2 separate regions of the Mus musculus genome follow, and region 1 is linked to region 2. Evidence: chromatin contacts called from public promoter capture Hi-C data. All regions are on one chromosome and are shown on one strand. Each heading gives the region's core, a stretch centred on a gene start, on an enhancer-like site or on the middle of the called end of the contact. The rest is flanking DNA. Distances are from core to core; before and after follow the strand shown. Region 1 holds the start of Il1rl2 (interleukin 1 receptor-like 2). Region 2 has its middle 24 kb from the start of Il1r1.

Region 1 (6,431 bases), core at 2,498-4,997, 84 kb before region 2:
AGAGAACTAGGGAGAGACAAGCAGAGCAAGACAGAGACAGGGAAAGAGACAGACAGACAGACAGACAGAGACAGACTGGGGACAGGAAGAAGTGCCTTTGGTGGGGCACGTATTTTCTAGCAGACTCTAGTACTCTCCAAGCAAAATTGTCTTCCATGGAAATAGTTCAGTAGTCCACTGCCACTCAAAAACATTACCTCTGGCACATGGATTCATGTAGACACTAGAACATCTCCCAGATTTGCTAGCTTTCAAATGTCTGCCTTAAGCTGATTCCTTATCAGATGTGTTTGAATGATCTAGTTGGGTCTGGATCAGCCAGTTTTCCAAAACCATTAGCCATCTTCGGAAATGGCAGCAATCTCATTGATAAAACACCTCTCTCTGTAAGCTGGTCTGGGCTAAAACTTCAATGAAGAAGATGGTGCAATCTGTGCTCCAAAAGTTATTTCTAAAGCTGTTCTGCTTTCAAAAGTGCTCACTGGACGTCATCTCCTGCCAGTTCAAGGCTGCCCTGCATTTGTGTAGCAGCTGGTTGTGGTGTGTAGCGGCTGGTTGTGGTGGTTCACACCTGTCCTTTCAGTACTTTAGAAAGCAGTTGGAAACTTGTCTAGGCTATATAACAAGTCTCCAAAATAAAGGCCAATAATACCCATTTTCTTAAAAAGTTGTCTTTAGAAATGGAGAGGGAGACTTGGGAATTAGTTCCACTTTAAATGAAGGACTTACCTTATAACACACTGATAGATACCGGAGTCCTCCAGTGTCAATGGAAGAAACAAGATCCAGGTCTGGTCCTGGTGAACTCTAAGGTGTCTGTTGTTAGATACTGGGCTTTTGCTAGGTGTTTTGTACCATGTCAGATTTACTGCCCCGTTTGTTTCTGGCGGGTATGTGCAGTTGAAAGGAAAAGGCTGGCCCTCTGAAATTATCACATTGTGCATAAAAATGTCCTCACACGTATCTGGGGAAGGAAAGGAAAACAATAAAATAAAATAAAATAAAATAAAATAAAATAAAATAAAGGCAGAAAACTGGAGTCATTATTCTTTTTAGGGAATATTTTGCTCTGGTCAATGTGAAATTGCATTTAGGAGTTTGTTTATTTGGGGTGTTTCCCCAAACTAGCCCAGTCATTTAGAAGCATAATGCTAAGACCTTCAAATGTATAGTGAGGACAAGGCTTCCCCAGGACCCTCCACAGAACCACGGCCCCTGTGTCTGTATCTGTTCACTCTTCTGCCCTTAGTCTCTGTCTCAACATAGAACCAACCTGGTCGTTTTCCTGCCTATACTTGCAGTCAGATGTATCCTCGTTCCACAGTGCTTGGTTCTAAAGACAGCTTCCCTTTAAAGCCCATTTCTACCAAGTTGGGTTTTCTTAGAAACTTGTACTCTCTGGTAGTTTTGGACCATAAAATAGCCCTTTATATGAAATAGATGACACTAGTAGCCCATCTGTTTAAGCATTGGAACTGAGTCCACTCGAGTGTTTGAGGACTTCTCTGTATCACCTGTTAGTCCAAAGTTCCAAGGTGACATTTGGGGGTTGAGCCTCCAAGAAGTTGGGAATGAACTTTTCCTATCCCTCCCTCCCCGCTCCCTTTTTGACCGGCCTGCCAGATTATCTGGTGGAAAGAGTGACTAGCAAGGTTGGGGCTTAGTTGATGCCCCTGCAAGTGGGTGAGTCAGGGGCACGGAGATGAATGACAAAGGATGCTGCTGGCAAGGCAACAGGTCTCTGGGATACAAGGACTCACAGACCCGCAGAACTTACCTGCTGCCACGAAAAGCAGAAGCAGGAAAAACACCCCACAGAAGAGCAAAGATGTAACCCCCATCTCAGGCTACAAAGGAAAAGAGAGGACAATGGTAGAAGTAAGGGATGCAGTGAGGCTGGTACCTTCCCGCACACAATTTTAGAGAATCCAGAATGTCAGTCCCAGTTCAGGTCACTGGCCTTCCTTCCCCTCTGCATGGGGAGCCCTCCACTTGGCCTCCCTCCGTTCCAAGGCCAGCCTTTCCCCATCTCCATTACACCAGACCTTCAGAAGCCAGTAAACGCCGACTGGCCTGTGAAGGGGACTGGTGGGGAGTTGGGAGACAGGGCCAGATGTGCTGGCACTTGGATCAAGCCAGGGCCAGGAGACTGAACCCCAGCCAGAGCAGACTGTGGACCCGCCCAGCGTGCATCTGGGATCGCATGGGTCGGAGGGGCTCCCCTGTAACCCTATGTGCTCGCTGGCTGAGCGGTAAGTGCTGGCCCACCTGGAAAGGGCAAGGGAGAGCAGGAATCCCAGAGTTTGACCCAAGTCCCGGCCCACTTTCCAGGTCGGAGTCTTCTAGCCGCCCCAGTGACTATTGATCGCTAACTCCCTCCGCTCCGGCTGCCCCGGGCTTGCTCCACCTGCCTATGGGGTCTCAGAGCGCTGGGTCTCGTGGAGCAGAGCGGGAACCACTCTGGGGACCGAATCCTGGTTGGTCACCGCACTCTGCACCTTGGGCATCGCTTCTCCGCCGCGGGCGGAACAGACTCACCTTCCCCAAGTGGAGCAGGACAGAAATAATCCGTCCTTCGAAAATCGTTCAGTCTTTTTTTCCTGATCCCAGGCCAGCACGTTCATCTATCAGGAATGTCGGCTTAAATATGCTCCAGATCATCGCTAAAAATTATTATATCCTTTCCAAACACTATCTGAGCGGTTCTTACACACCCAGCACTGTCCTAAAATGGACTATTCCAGAGGTGGAAGCGCTTCTGAGAAAAGGCATTAACCCCACCCCAGCCCCGTCCTCGTGCCAGATCTTAGGTAAAGCAGACTCCCGACAGGTTGAGCACCGATACAGTCAGTCTAAACTTGCCATAAAGTAATGCTTGCTCGGACCTGTCTTCCTGCGCCAGAGACACTGGAGACCCCACTAGGCACTGAGAAGAGCAGTGGCGGCAAACGCTGTCAGACCAACAGCTTCTTAGTGGGCATCCCTCGGAGTCTTTGTGGATTAGAAACTGTAAGACTTTGAAAACAACCACAGCGTCAGTCTGACTAGCTGTCCCAGGTTCACAAAGTTAAGATGTACACGTGTCTGTCCGAGTACTGTCCCTTGGCAGAAGCACTCTGCCTTACAATTCTGGGATGATCTCTGTGTTGAGTAAGTCTGCTGATGCATGAGGAATCAATCATTAGTTCTGGATACAGAACAGATATGGGGATAGTGAGTTTTCAGGGAAAACAAAAACAAAAACCACGACGTTAAGCGGAATGAGAAACAGAAGAAACGTCCTACCTATACGGAAATTAAACAAACAGGAAGCTAAGATGTAGAAGAGAGATTACAGGGGTGGGTGGATGAAGCCGGTGAAAAGAAGCTGGGTTCAATTAGTGCGCACCAAACCCCAGTAATATATAAAATTAAGACAAAACTGATTGAAGTTTTAAAAATAAAAACACAAAACTATCACGTGTGTGCACGCAGAACCTCCCAGAGAACTACGGAAGGAACTGAGACTGTACTCACAGAGGTCTGAAGGACAATTTCAGCTTTGTTTGGAGTGGCCAGAAGAAACCCAGCTTTGGTAGAAACTTACTGACTTCAGTCTCCTCTGGTGACCCCCCTCTTCTTCTCACTTTTGTATCTTGAAGTGTGTGCCACGCAGTTGTCAAGGGCCACATAATTCCAAACAAGCTGTGTCGCGTAAGCAACAAACATCAGAAGCCATCATCTCCCAGCTTCCGGTCTCTGTCCGCCCAAACCCAAACTCCCAGTCTTCAGCTTGGTGCTTATTCTCTCCCCTCCCCCTCCCTTTGTGTGTGTCTGAGTGGTGTGTGGGGGTGGAGAGCAGAGAGGGAGAAGCAGGAAATTCCTTAAGCAATGTAAGATATTCTTACATAAGATTTCCTAGTCACTGTATAAAATTTACTATACTGTGCACTTACATAACTTACTTTTTAATAAAAGCATTATACTTGCGGGATTTAAACATTTGAGGTGTGGTCCTTCTCAATAAAGGCTTGCCCCATCCTGTGAGCATGAGCAACCGACGTGTCTCTCTCCCTTAGCCATTTTGGTTGTCCCATTTTTTTTACGTTTTGCTAATTATTATACATAATGTTGCCGCGACAATCCTGGCAATGTCTCTTACACGTCTGAGAGAAGCTCCTGGATCATTAGGTAGGTGTGCCCTCGTCTGCGTTGGCAAACCTCTGACTGATTATTCCATGACACCATTCTCTAGAGAAGGATTCTGATGCCCCATGTTCTTGCCAAATATTAAAGGCATCCGAATGTGTCCGATGGCACACTGAGTGTTGGGAAGACAGCTTAGAGACATGAGCCCTTCAACAGCTTGCCACCATGATTTTCTGGTAAATAACATTTTTTTAAAAGAGATATTCAACTATTAGGAAGCACATAAGATATGAAATACAGTTAGGAGACAGGTGGAAAGAATATGATAAGGCACAGCCTTTCTCCTGAGCAGTGGCCTGGAGCCCAACAGGTAGATGTCTGGGGCAAGAGCTCTCTCTTTCTACTTTTTACGTTTTATTTTTACTATGTTTAATTATGTGTGTGCATCTGCACTGGCTATGTGCATGTGACTGCAGGTGACCATAGGGTCCAGAAGAGGGTGTCGGCTCCCTTGGAGCTGGAATTACAGGTGTTTGTGAGTTACCTGATATGGGTTCTGGGGACCAAAGTCTGATCTTCTGCAACAGCCATTTACATCCCTACAGAATGAACCGTCAGTACAAAGTCTCTGAAGGACCGAGTTTGGGACACTCCAAAAAAAAAAACTGAAATGAAGGGAGAGTGATTGCCACACAGCAGAGGGGAGAGCTGGGTAAACTGAAGTATGGAAGTAGGTGTGGCTAGATCACATGGGGCCTGGGAACGACAATACAATGGCTGCCATTATTATAGGCAAAATTAAAAGATATTACAATGTTTAAATCAGGAAAAATATAATCTCACACTAATTCCTCCTCACCCCGGAATTGGTACCCTTACCACTAAAGACAGCCTAAAGCGCAAAGCACTAAGGGAACAGCACAGGTTTTCAAACCAGGTGCACATAGAGCTGAAGAGGAATGGCAGGGTGAAGGCATGGGGGCGGGGGAGTTGCATGGGGAAAGAGTAGATCTAATAATACACAAAGGCAGGGCAAGTCGGTGTGTGCTACTGAGCTCATGGCTGCTGTGTTCCCCTGAGACACAGAGAGTGGGGGTTAGGGCCTAGACCAGCAAGCCCTTCTTCAGTAACAGGGGAGAGAGAGAGAGAGAGAGAGAGAGAGAGAGGGAGAGAGGGAGAGAGGGAGAGAGAGAGAGAGAGAGAGAGAGAGAGAGAGAGAGAGAGAACCAGGAGATCAGAAGATAAAGAGGATAGAAGAGAGAGAAGATTTAAAAAAAAAGTTTGGGATCTGGAGGTCTTGTACAAGCTATGGCTTGAGCCAAGCAAGCTTATTTAAAAAGTACAGCATTATTTGATGTACAACTTCCAGGGGAGAAATGGGGGTGTCCAAAGAAGCTACCCGACAACGGGACAAAGTCAGCAGGAAGCTAATCAAACAGTGTTGCAAGAGAGGAACACAGGGTTTCTGGAGAATACTATATATAGGCCATGCATACAATGGCCTTGAGACTGATAACCAATAACTCCATACAGTCAGAAGAGTTGAGATCTCAGGATCTGAGGTCACAGCTCCCCCCAAGGCCCTGGCCCCAGGTCATTACCAGCTCTGACAAGGTATTTCTGATTTGGAGAGGAAGCTCTGTCCGTCTCCATATTCTAGGGCCAACAGGTAGATGTCTGGGGCAAGAGCTCTCTCTTTCTACTTTTTAAGTTTTACTTTGACTATGTTTAATTATGTGTGTTCATCTGTGTTGGCTATGTGCATGTGCGCCTTGGTTGCTCAGTCAGGCAACCTCTCCACAGATACCAGAGGAAGATACTCCCTTTGGCCTTTCTGTTTTGACCTATATGGTTATGACATAAATCTCAGCACTTTCTCAACTTCTGTCTAACATGAAATTTAGAGACCCACAAACCATACATTGGGGTAGAACCTAAAATCTGGATATGTGTTGGGTAGAGCGGCAAATACATGGGGTGCCGCCTGGTACGATAACCAGCACCACAGAGCCTCAGAAGTTAATGATTACTGTGTGATTCTTTACAGTCACAGCCACGAGTGCACACATCCAGGAGTCCTTTAGCCTGGGCTTGAAGAAACCCACTGCCTCCAAGAGCTCCCACTACAAACTAAAGTCCTATTAGCAAATCATTTCCCCTTCTAGAAAAAGGAAGCCTGGCAGTGTGGCCTCCGTCAGGAGTCTTGTTCCTCTGGGTCCATAGAAAGAGGAAGCTAGTTTTCCAGACGGCTGTCCATCTATCTAACCTCGTTATGATTCCTCGATGACACTTCTCTTCAAAAC
Region 2 (6,287 bases), core at 3,574-6,073:
AAAAGAAACTTTACTAAAGCTCAGAGTACACATTGCACCTCACACAATAATAGTGGGAGACCTCAACACCCCACTCTCAGCAATGGACAGATCATGGAAACATAAACTAAACAGAGACACAGTGAGACTAACACAAGTTATGAACCAAATGGATCTAATGGATATTTATAGAACATTTCATCCTAAAGCAAAAAAATATACCTTCTTCTCAGCACCTCATGGTACCTTCTCCAAAACTGACCACAAAATTGGTCACAAAACAGGCCTCAACAGATACAAGATTGAAATAATCCCATACACCCTATCAGATCACCACAGACTATGGCTGGTCTTAAATACCAACAAAAACAACCAAAAGCACACGTACACATGGAAGCTGGACTCAATAATAACTTGATCAAGAAAGAAAGAAAGAAAGAAAGAGAGAGAGAGAGAGAGAGAGAGAGAGAGAGAGAGAGGAAGGAAGGAAGGAAGGAAGGAAGGAAGGAAGGAAGGAAGAAAGAAAGAAAGAAAGAAAGAAAGAAAGAAAGAAAGAAAGAAAGAAAGAAAGAAAGAAAAGGCTTTTTAGAATTTACTGATATTGAAGACACACCATACCAAAACTTATGGGATAGAATGAAAGCAGTGGTAACAGAAAAACTCATAGCTCTAAGTGCCTCCAAAAAGAAACAGGAGAGAGCTAACACAAGTGGCTTGATAGCACACCTGAAAGCTCTAGAACAAAAAGAAGCAAATATACTCAAGAGGAGTAGATGGCAGGAAATAACCAAACTTGGGGCTGAAATCAACTAAATAGAAACAAAAAGAACTATACAAAGAATCAGCAAAACCAGGAGCTGGTTCTTTGAGAAAATCAACAAGATAGATAAACCTGTAGCTAGACCAACCAGAGGGCAAAGAGACATATCCAAATTAATAAAAATCAGTAATGAAAAGGGAGACAAAACAATAAAATATACCTTAAAATAATTATTATTTGTTGAATATTAACAGTTGAAAATATTAAAATCCTGTTCTACAAACAAACAAACAAACAAAAAAGTCCTTTCACTTTAAGCACCACTTAGGGTTATGGGCTGATGCAGCTAGATGAGTACTGAAATTATTTCGTTCAATGCATGGGACAGTGAATAAAAGATATGACACCCAGGGGAGACTTTTGGGGTTGAGCTGTTCTATACAATTTGCCCATGTCAGTTTGCACAGGGAAACCACAGCAGAACTCCCACACAGAGCAATGAGCACAAGAATCCTTTATAGAAAGCAAAATGGTTATTATACACAGCTGGGCAGGGGGAGGTGATGGGATGTGGGTCAAAGGATATATATATATATATATATATATATATATATATATATATATATATATATAAACTTGCACACAGAGATACAACATGGCAACTGTATTAGCTACTTTTTTTTATTACTGTGACACAATAGTCAATAGAAGCAAATTAAGGGAGTGTATGTGGGTGATAGAATCAGAGAATGTTCAGTCCATTCTGATGGGAAACACATGGCTATACTGGGGGAGGGGGAGAGCTGCTCCAGAAAAGGGGGTTTTGCCTGTCTGCTGCCTTGTAATGTTGGGCTATTTGCTATAGAAACCAAACTGTCGTTTCTTTGAGCTGCCAAAATTGAGAGAACACATTTGTGCAGTCATAAACTTCAAAGGCAAGGTTTTAATGACCTACTTCAACCAGCCAAAAGCTGCAGTACCTTTAAACTAGTACTGGAAGAGAGATGGTTCAGTGGGCAAAGTACTTGCTGGGCAAGTCTAAGTGAGTGCCTGGTCCAAACCGCAACACTCATGTGAAAGCCAGATACGGAGTCACAAAACCCCAGTGTTGAAGGAACAAAGAAGGGTAAAGACAAAGCATTAGCCAACTGGTCTACCCAAAATGGCAAGTTCTAGGTTCAGTGAGAGGGCATGTCTCAAAAACTAAAGCAGAGAGTGATAGAGGAAGACACATCACATCCACCTCTGGCTTCTAAACATGCCTGCATGGGTGAATACTTTCACTCTCACACACATGCAAACATATGCACCTCACATGTGCATATGCACATTAAATATTTAAAAATTGATAATTAGCAAAATAACCTCACAAATTATAGCCTTAAAACATGAGCTTGTGGGTGACTATCTGGATTGAAATCACGAGTGACATTGCTGTGCACATTTGTTGGTTATAAATGTTCTGCCCATAGTCAAAAAAAAAAAAATGATAGCTCATATAAAGTGATATGCCAAGTGACCAAGTGACATGATTTCAGGGCTCATTCAACAATAAATGAATTCATCATATCACCACAATATCTTTCTTTAAAAGATACAGCTTTTATTTGCCAATCATATCTCAATGCAGCTAAGAAATTAAAATAAATAAGATCTACCTATTCAACCAAATGCTAACAGCCTGGGTTTGTTATGCAATTTCCATGAAGTCTCTTCAAACTAAATCCCTGTTTGGTAGAGAAAGCCATCTGGCACCCGGCTTGCCACATATTTCCCAGTATATTAACTGAATGTGAAATCTCTCTGAGACCATGTCACTGAGTTGCAATCCAGAAGTTAATCTCATGCACTTAAGATAGGTTAAACAATAACCTACAGACAGCACATGTCTTCTCTGGGTTTTTTGGCTCTGATTTCACTATGGTTTCCACAGTGAGTAGCCAGGCTTTACCAGGCAGCACAGAGTGTTTTAAAAGGAAAACTACCCACAGACAAAGGAGTGTTTGTGAAGTCCAGTAGGAGCTTATCTTTTAACTGTATTTAAATTCTCCAAAGAAAGGTATCACTTATAATAATGTCAGCATGGAAATTTTATCCTAAGCATCCCTTACATACTTAAATTTCTATTTGCAGAGTTGGCTCTATTTTATTTTGACAAAGTTAGATGCATGTGTAAAATAGTTTGTTTTGTTTTTGTTTTGTTCTGCGTGTCCATATCCAGTGTGACCAGATGCATGGAGATGTTCATCCTACTGCAAGGATTTCTCAGACGCCAGCTGGGTGTTCTACAATTCAGTTCAGTTCTGACACTGACAAATGTTAATAATGACTCCATAATCAGAGGGCTTGGTCTCAAAAGCAGCCTTCTCTGCTGCAAATGCCAACTTCCAGAGCAAGGTTGTCACCCTCCTCTGCCCCAAGTCAAGGACCCTACAACTTCTCATATTCTATACTTTGCTAGGATAACTTCAGAACACAGGAGAACTTTTCAGTGAGATCTCATACGATAGAGGATGACAACGGACACATACGCAGGCCAGTGCTGAGACACAGAGGTATATGGGAAGGGGCTTCAAGAGTCCATGTCAGGCAGGCTTCCTATGACATGCTCAACACCCAGACTCTCCCAACCCTAGCTCATGAATATTCATAGAATCATCACCTCTTGGGGATGACCAATCAGCCTCCCCTTGCCAACGATGGGGAGCAGGCTGAATGTCTCAAATTTCTTAATATGTCTTGATCTTGGTGGGGACCAGCCCCCACTTTTAAGTAGAATGAAGGTGTCTGCCTATGTCTCCTAAAATAAAGATGTTTCCCTCTGCCAGAAAAGTCTAAGATGTTGAAATGTTGACCAATGCTATGTACAGGGAGAAACTGTATTAATGTGTACTTGTGCATATGTAGAGATATAGAGGAATTTCTTTGGTAGACATGATATGTGCATTCTGGTCTGATCTTGATAAGAAACTTCAGGGGGTAACCACTCTGGTAGTTTTCCAAGGTCTTAATAAAAGAGGCTGACTCTTGAAACAAGTGCTTGCCTGGAAGGTGGGACTGAGTAAATGTTTTCTGCCCCGCAATTTCCACACTCAAAGGCTGTTTCAGAGAAATCCATATAACGTGTTCCTAGGGGGACTTTCCAGGCTTGGAATAAAACCTAAATTAATCTAAATATATTATTAAGTATGGAACATTCAGGGCAATCAGGGATGGCAGGTCACAAGTGCCTCTTTGGGCCATTAATAACTGTCAACAACAGTTTCATGATCCAGGAAATCCAAAGAAATTCGACAGTGCATCTATTTTATTTTGTGATGTCAACAAAAGAGCCAAGCACTAACTGCTCCTGGGTGAATATCCCTTCAACTGCCTGAAATTTTTGTTGGAGAAGCCTGAGGAGATGGCCAGTGCTGCCCAGTGTGCCTGCTCAGTCTTACCCAATTCTTCATCTGATCATGGGAATAACAACGTCTATCCTAAGTGAAGGCAAAAATATAAATGGAATGCTGGCCGTGGTAGATATTAATTACATAGTAAGTGCTTTTGGGGGGGTTCTTATATGGTTACCTCAAAGACTGGCAGGGAAGGTGCTATGATCTGAGGGGTGCTCTAACTAGGAAAAAAAATGACTATTTATCCAAAACTGGTCACAGAGCTTGATGAGAAAACAAGGAGTTAATGGGGACTAGGGAGGCTCAAGCAAGCACAGGGACCAAAATTTCATCTCGAAACCCATGAAAAAAAAAAAAAACCTTGACACAGTCATGGGAATTCCTAGCCTGGAGATGAGGAGTCAGCTAGAAGCTCTCTGCTCCACAAGCCTGCCCAGGGAGTAGTTATGGCATAGTATTGCCCAATATTTGAAACTGACACATTATAACTATAGCCTTCCAAGAGGAGAAAATACCTAAGACTCTTCAGTATTTTGTTTCCTTACGTAGATCGATTCTTTGTGTGGTGAAACGCCACCTTTTTAACATGATTTCTTTTTCTTCCTCATTTCTATGAGATTCTTTCAAGTCCAGCCAAATGAGTGTCACAAGGGAATTATGAATTGACAGCAGAGCACAAGGAAGCAGAAGTGAGAAGCTATCCACATGCAAATTATGCACCGAAAATGTCATAATCCCCAAGACCAATCAGACCAACAACATGATTCACCCTTTCGTTACCAATGGAGAGCAGCAAACCCGGGCAGGAGAGGGGGTTCCAGAACCCTCTTTGTTTTCTTGTATCCTTTACCACTTCTAAACAATGTCACGTGATCAATAACCAGATCTAGCTAGAGAGAGAGAGAGACCGCAGCTATAAGAAAACCTCTCTTTCTCTACTCCCCTTTGCCACCCAAGCACTTTCTTATAATTAAAATCTTCACAATATATTGAGAAACATTTAAAAGTTAAAACAAATCACTTTCTGTTTATGCCCAAATCTGACCAACTCTTATTCTTTTTTCCCCTTATATCTAGAAAATAAAATAAAATAATAGTCATTGCCATATTTCCCAAAGACTCAACAGCCCAGCACTGTTCAATCCTTTTGGGACAAACAAACCAACCACCTCCAAATCACTTTGCTTTCTGTCTTCAGGGGTTTGCTGCCATTGCTAGCAACACCAAGATGATACTGGGGCAAAACAAGGCCTTTCTGCTTCGGAGGAGTACACTTAAGAGCATAGGATGTGTTAGAGGCTAGAGAAAATGAGAGATGAGGAGATGGGAGGGGCTGTCCAGCACTGAAAGCCAAACCATACACCCACCCTGTCGATGCAATGCTGAGGCTATCCCAACTGTGTAACCAACATGGGCTTCTTTTTTCTCCCATTGAAGTGAAACAAAACCCTCCAATTCTCCTAGCAACCCAGATTAGCTGAATAACTACTGTTGAGCAAATTCCACTTGAACTTCATCTCAGTCTCCAAAGTTGAAGCCTACCACCCTGAGCTCTCTCTGCCTCCCAGGCAGCTCAGACAACTGATCTAGCATGCTAGGCTTGCTGACTCTTTCTCTTTACCCTTCTGCTTTAAAATATATGTATCACTCTGTCTTAGTCAGGGTTTCAATTCCTGCACAAACATCATGACCAAGAAGCAAGTTGGGGAAGAAAGGGCTTATTCGGCTTACATTTCCATACTGCTGTTGATCACCAAAGGATGCAGGACTAGAACTCAAGCAGGTCAGAAAGCAGGAGCTGATGCAGAGGCCATGGAGGAATGTTCTTTTCTGGCTTGCTCAGCCTGCTCTCTTATAGAACCCAAGACTACCAGCCCAGAGATGGTCCCACCCACAAGGGGCCTTTCCCCCTTGATCACTAATTGAGAAAATGCCTTACAGTTAGATCTCATGGAGGCATTTCCTCAATTGAAGCTCCTTTCTCTGTGATAAGTCCAGCTGTGTCAAGTTGACACAAAACTAGCCAGTACAATTGACCCCTTGTCAACTTGACACACAAAACCATCACTAGTAAGCCTCAACCCTTACAATCTTATTCATCCCCAAGATCTAAATAACTTTAAAAGTCCCACAGTCTTTACATATTCTTAAAA

Evidence for each region. Promoter capture Hi-C pulls out the DNA fragments that hold promoters and counts their contacts.
Region 1: a promoter capture Hi-C map of macrophages shows a contact between it and region 2, with 5 read pairs. The contact joins the promoter of Il1rl2 here to the enhancer-like site in region 2. A contact is called at or near these places in 2 of 39 promoter capture datasets (the SN4741 cell line and macrophages), 2 of 484 Hi-C or Micro-C datasets (the 3T3-L1 cell line and cerebral cortex), 1 of 115 datasets of contacts at active chromatin or transcription factors (pancreatic cancer cells) and 3 of 9 other capture datasets (adipose tissue, liver and pancreatic islet).

The regions. Positions count from the first base shown.
Region 1 is chr1:40,321,905-40,328,335 of GRCm38.p6, reverse strand. Il1rl2 (interleukin 1 receptor-like 2) reads right to left here and starts at 3,747. Exons shown (of 11, transcript NM_001356478.1): 1 at 3,587-3,747; 2 at 1,778-1,847; 3 at 730-964. The coding sequence starts at 1,841.
Region 2 is chr1:40,239,162-40,245,448 of GRCm38.p6, reverse strand. It overlaps a transcript of Il1r1 not described here. Among named protein-coding and RNA genes, the nearest start is that of Il1r1, 24 kb to the left of the region's middle. Within about 2 kb of position 4,823, at least 30 of the 459 cell types and tissues checked have an H3K27ac peak or open chromatin away from gene starts, as enhancers often do. A contact at or near this core is called in macrophages, where this site is marked.